2 separate regions of the Mus musculus genome follow, and region 1 is linked to region 2. Evidence: chromatin contacts called from public promoter capture Hi-C data. All regions are on one chromosome and are shown on one strand. Each heading gives the region's core, a stretch centred on a gene start, on an enhancer-like site or on the middle of the called end of the contact. The rest is flanking DNA. Distances are from core to core; before and after follow the strand shown.

Region 1 (3,031 bases), core at 193-2,692, 290 kb after region 2:
CAGGTAGATTTCTGTGAGTTCAAAGCCAGATGAGACTACATAGTGAGATCCTGTCTCCAAAAACATTAATCAATCAATTAAGACAAAAGGATGCTTGGACTTAACGCCATTTTGTTGTTTGTTGTTTGTTGTTGTTTGGCTTGTTTGGTTTTTTTGGTTTGGGAGGGGTTTTTTTTTCCTCCCCTAAAAGCTCATTTTGCTGCTTGGTTGGGCCCCCAGTGGGTGGCGCTAGAGAGAGATGGTGGAGACTTCAGTAGGTGGGGCCCTATTGGAGGAAGTTAGAACACTGGGAGTGTACCCTTGGAGGGGATATTGGGACCCACTCCCCTGCTTTTGAGCTGAGACGCATGCTCCCCACTATTGTGTCCTTCCCCTTCACAGACCCAAAGCTACAAGACTGGCCAAGGGAGCATGAACTAGAACAGAAAACCAAATCTCCTTTTAAGTTGCTTACCGCGTGCATTTTGTCTCAGCAACAGAAAGCTGGTTAATTAACACAGTACCCACACATTAGGGCCAATCGCTTGGGCCTTCTTTTGGAATCGACGAGGTCCTTTGTTCTTACAATAAACTGGAATTTTCAACTCTGAAACTTTGAGCATCCAGCTAAAGAGACAGCAAGAGAATCCCAAGTCCAACACACCCGACCAACGCCCCACCTGCTAGGAGAGTGGGTCTTCTCTCGAGCAGCTAGGCAGCAGGAAGCAGGAGAGGGGTCAGTCTGATTACTCTATGCCTAGTCGTGGTCTCTCTGGAGTTACTGTCCCCTATGGATGTGCACACACACACATCCCCAAACTCCCACAGGCCATTCATTCTCTATCCAAAAGAAGTCTTCCCTTCTTGTGTTTCCCTCTCATAGTTCATATTCAGGGGCCATCTCAAAGACACAACCCCTGAATGGGCCATCTAGCTGACCCCCACCACCAGCTTCTCCTTAGTTCTGCACTTAATTGTAACAAAGCCAGCTCTTGTTCCGGCTCCTGCTTCCCCGAAGCAGTGGAACAGTAGGGTTGATGCGAGATTAAGTTCATGGTACACAGAGATTCCCTGATCTTCACAATGTATCTGGAGACTCAGAGTGGGGCCAGCAAGGATGGGGACACAGGTGGAAATTCGACTTTAATGAGTGTTTGGCTGACTATGAAGAGAGCGCTTTTCTTGAGTCAGACCTTGCCAGGTAACTGGCCAAGCTCCTGGGTCTCCAGTCTCCTGCTCAAGCGTGTCTTGGAGAAGCCCCTAGCACAGGTGACTGGATCCTGAGCGACTCCGCTCCGCCGCCTACAGCCTGGACGCGGCTACTACGCAGGGGACTCGGGCGGCGACCCTGGGCGCAAGCACTGCAGGGAGGTGTCTGAAGCCAGGCGCTTCCTGCCTGGCCCTTGGCCCAGGGTGGTGACTGGCTGTCGCGATCGGGGCGCAGGTCCCCGCCCCCGGCTTCCAGTCCCCACCCCTGCGCCTTCGGGGGCGCCCCATCGCGGGAGGGTGGTCCGCCTCTCCCCGGTCGCCTAAGGCAGAGAGGTGGCGGGAACCTCCACCTCTTTCCCGTTTCCGCCGCGGGCAGCGCGCCGGCCAGTGCCACCGGGAGGCGCGGTCGTCCCTCCGCCCGCGCGCCGGGGGGCCGGCCCTGTCGCCTGCGCCTTTTTCCCCCGCGCACACCGCGGCGGCGCGCGGCTACTCGCCAACCGCAGGGAGCGCGGTGGCTGCAGCACCCTGCGCTCGGAAGATGGTCCCCGCGACCGGACAGCTCGCTCTGCTAGCGCTGGGTATGTAGGCAACACCCGATGTTCCCGGGCCGCTCCAGCCTGATCTCTGCGTTTCTCTTGAGTCCGCTTGGGAGAACAGAAGAGAGGCGGGTGTTTGGAGTGGGTGGGAGCGTGCGAGCCACCGGGAGTCACCAAGAACTGTGAAGTGGGGGACAGTCTTAGCGAGGTGGCCGCCGGGAGGTGAGATCCGGCCTGAACTTTACTCTGCGCGTCGTCGGCTCGCCGGTGCCCACGCCCTCCTGCCTACCTGCTGGTCGCCGAGCCGGGCTTCTTCAAAGCCGCCTAAGCGCAGGTTGTCCCAGTGCGACCCCTAGGTGGCCCTGGCCTGAGCCCCTTTCGAGTCCCTGGGGGCGGGAGCATGCGTTGCGCATCCGTACCCTTAGCCTTCGACTTGAAGCTCTCCTAGGTGTTGGGTGGGTTTGTGATTTTATTTTCTTTTAATTTTTTAATTTTTTTTTTGGTGCGGATTAATTGTCCTGTTAATGAGCTTACATGGGAGTCTTGGTGTCCCTGTCAGAGGAGGCGGGAGTAACACCTGAGTATAACCAGTTTCCTCAGAGTTGGTTCTTGGACATAAACGCGAGTGGGGGAGGGGACAATCGTCCCCCTCTAATCCCCTGGTGTCTGGGTGGTGGGAGGAACGGCCGCTGCGAAGCTCGAAGCTCGCAAGTGTGTGTTGCTACTCTCAGCTACCTGGTGCAGAGTCTGTTTGACAGAGTGGACTGAAGTACCCGGGTGTCCCAGTCACTGCTGCCGCCTTGTGAATCTTTCTGTCTGATGTTTTCAGCATTTAAAACCCTGTAAGAGGGCTGAAGCTGTAAGTCAGTGGCCAGAGTATTTCAGGCACCAAACCCTGGGTAGGATTCCCCGCCGGGCTCGTGACCCCAGTGCTCAGAAGGTAGAAACAATAGAATCATACTACTACCCTCAGCCATATATAGCGAGTTTGAAACTGAGAACCTGGTTCTAATTAACTATTAATAATTAAAGCCTTAGAAAGTAAGATGTTTGCAATCGTCCCCCACCCCCCCCACCCCCCGCTATTGACAATAGACCCCAGAAGGTGTTTATAACTCCCCTCCCTAAAATGTGCCCAGAGTAGCAGCCTGTCACAGTGAGGAAGCATCCACAGTTCTCTGGCAATCCTGCATTAAAAAGGCTCCTTCTGCTGCAGGAGGGGACACGTTGAGATGTTCCCAGCTTTGCCCTCACCTGAAGTGAGTTATGGGCAGATTTCCTCACTTATTGTTAGAGCTGCCTTTTGG
Region 2 (2,835 bases), core at 267-2,766:
ATGGTTTGTATGGTCTGAAGGAGAGCCTTGTCTGAGTTGACAAAGGAATCAGTTGGGTTGGCAGAGAACCAAGAGACACAAAGTTCACTGAGACCAGAGTGAAGACATTAAGACCTCTGAGCCTCCAACCATGTGGACATACATTTTGGAGCTAAATTGACAGTAGATTTAACAGGATTCAGGTGGGGCTGAACACCATGAGCACATGACTATAAAAGAATAACTAAGACCCTACTGGGGCAAGGCCATGCTTAGGAAACTCATGGCTTGTCTGTCCATGCTGCCTTCAGTTTTCTTTCATATGGTAAACCAGAAGCTGGAACCCAGGTCCTGGTGAAAGCTGCTGTTACCGACTGAAGGCAAAATGCTCCCTATAAGTTTATACATTTAAATATTGGTCTCCAAATGGTGTCACTGTTTTGGTAGGTTGTAGACTCTTTGAGGCCTAGGTAGCATTAAGTGGGACTACAGGAGTAGGCTACATGGTTATAGTCTACTCAGATGGGGACCTGAGTTCTGTTCCCAGCTTTACCCAGCAGCAAGGGCACATTCCTGCCAAAGCCAGAAGCTACTCCTGCTATGTCACAGACCCACCTACCCACCCATCCCCCAATACCCTAGCTTAGTCAATCCTCAGGGAAAAAGCCTATTTGTGGTCTCTTGTGCTACTGGAATTGAGTCTCTGCTGCAGAATAAGGATAAGAACCTGCAGTGGCAGGTCCTTGTTGCTTCTCACACATTCTGTCCTTGGTGGCCTCCTTAAGAGCAGTGCCTTGATCTTAAGCCATTCACTGCCTCCACAATGCCAAAAACAGGAGGTTTCACCTCGGTTTAACATAGTGTCCGGGAAAACTCAGTGTCCTGAGGAACGCCCCTCTTGGTTGAGGGTGTTAATGTGGCCCCAGTCTTCCAAGCACTCCTGGAGCTCCTTCAATCAAAAACACTCACTCACCTCCCCAAGTGGATGCCTCCCTAATTCCTCCTGAGAGCCCACTTGATAAGAGTCCAGAATGTTCTTGCAAAGGGCAGTGAATCTTCCCGTGGTGGTACTCTGTCTCCACCCCAGGGAGAACCTGAGGGTTTCTAAGGAGAGCCAGGAGGCTGGCTAAGAACAAAGGCACGACTCAAAACACCATTTCAATTTCCACCTTTTCCTGAAAAGCACCTGTTTTCCTCTCTGTCAGCAACTCAGGCTCTGTGCTGAGGAAGACTCATCGGAAGAAGGTGAGGGCGACACCCACCAGCATCTGAAAGACTTCCTGAGCAGCTCAGCAGCTCAGCAGCTCTCACCTTGGGCGGGAACTGTGTCTTCCGGAAGTGGCGGACTTGTTTCCGTGGGGAAGATCTTTCTGGGACGACCGAGACTAAAGGTGAGCTCCGCTCTCAGGAACTGACCCAGCGAGTGCTTCTCCTGCCTTGCGGACACTTTTCTCCTGAGATGGTGAGCAGACTCCTGGCCCAAGTTCACTGCGCCCCCTCCAAGGCCAAGTGTGAGAGCAGGTGTAAGAAAGGGGTGCGCGCCTCAGCGCTGCTCTGGACGCGCGGCGCCCCCTGGCGGCAGGATCCGAGGCTGAGGCAGGATCAGAGAGCAGAGGCCACTGAAGATCTTGTGCTTGTAGGAGTGTGTCTCTACTGGTCTCTAAGGCTTCATGCTCAGTAGGTACTCAGACTTTGCCTTCAATCACGATGTTTCTAATTAAAAAAAAAAACACTCATTTCACTACTTTAATAATCTTGTGTATACAACATACCTCGAGGTCATGAAACTACAGTCCATAAAGAGTCAGAGAAAAGTAAAACAACTAGATCAGTGTTACTCACCCACAGAGACCTGTGTGCAGAGCACATTTTCATTTGTGAGGATGCTTCAGGCTCTGAATAATTCTTATGATGTTTGACCCATGGCCAATTTGGTGGCCACCATCAGATTTCCCACGACAAACTGAAAAATGACGATGAGAACTACATGGAAAATATGTTCAACCACTTGAAAGGAAAGCTTGTATCTGAGAGAAAGGAAGCCCATGACTGAGGAAGAAGGCGGTCCAGAGATGTCTCAGACAGAGAAAACACTAGTTCCTTGTATTTTTTAGCTACTAGTGGTTTTGAAAGATATCTTAGCAAATGTCACTTCAATTCTGATATCATTGAAGAGGGTGGAAACAAATGTTACCTAACATCTCAAACGGAAAGTCATCAGGTTTGTCTAAACATTCTTCCTGACATAACAAGTACCTAAGCAATCAACACCGTTAGGGGCTGGGAAGACGAGGCAAGGAGTAATGCTCTTGCTGGACTCGCATGAGCACTGGGATGGTGAGAACCCCACACCCAGACTCTACTTGAAAATGCTGGGAGGGGTGGCAAGGGAGCCATAATCTACATGTTCAAGTCAGAGGAGGACTGTTAAGAGCTAGTTCTTGGGCTGGGCGGTGGTGGCACACACTCAGCAGGTGGGAGGCAGAGGCAGATGGATTTCTGAGTTCGAGGCCAGCCTGGTGTACAAAGTGTGTTCCAGTACAGCCAGGACTACACAGAGAAACCCTGTCTCTAAAAAACAAAACAAAACAAAACAAAACCTTCCACTGTGTGATCCTGGTGCTTTACTTGGCGTCCCTACCATGGAAAGAGTGGGATAAAGAGGTGGCAGGAACTCCTCAGTCAGTGTTGGTGTGAGGCTGCTACTGTCTGCACTACTAATGCCAGTGTCCAAGTTAGCCAGCTCCACAACACCTCTAATGCCCCACCACACTGTGAATGCCAGTGCAGGGATGAGCTGCCCCGAAGCAACCCTGTAAGCAATGCCAGTTACTAAACACATCCTCCACTTTGGCC

Evidence for each region. Promoter capture Hi-C pulls out the DNA fragments that hold promoters and counts their contacts.
Region 1: a promoter capture Hi-C map of liver shows a contact between it and region 2, with 2.9 times the contacts expected there. The contact joins the promoter of Tgfa here to the promoter of Nat8f4 in region 2. A contact is called at or near these places in 5 of 39 promoter capture datasets (the HPC-7 cell line, hippocampal neurons, liver and 2 more) and 1 of 115 datasets of contacts at active chromatin or transcription factors (pancreatic cancer cells).

What each region holds. Positions count from the first base shown.
Region 1 is chr6:86,193,780-86,196,810 of GRCm38.p6, forward strand. Tgfa (transforming growth factor alpha) reads left to right here and starts at 1,443. Exons shown (of 6, transcript NM_031199.5): 1 at 1,443-1,766. The coding sequence starts at 1,727.
Region 2 is chr6:85,903,422-85,906,256 of GRCm38.p6, forward strand. It overlaps Nat8f4 (N-acetyltransferase 8 (GCN5-related) family member 4), which reads right to left and starts at 1,517. Exons shown (of 4, transcript NM_029331.3): 1 at 1,291-1,517.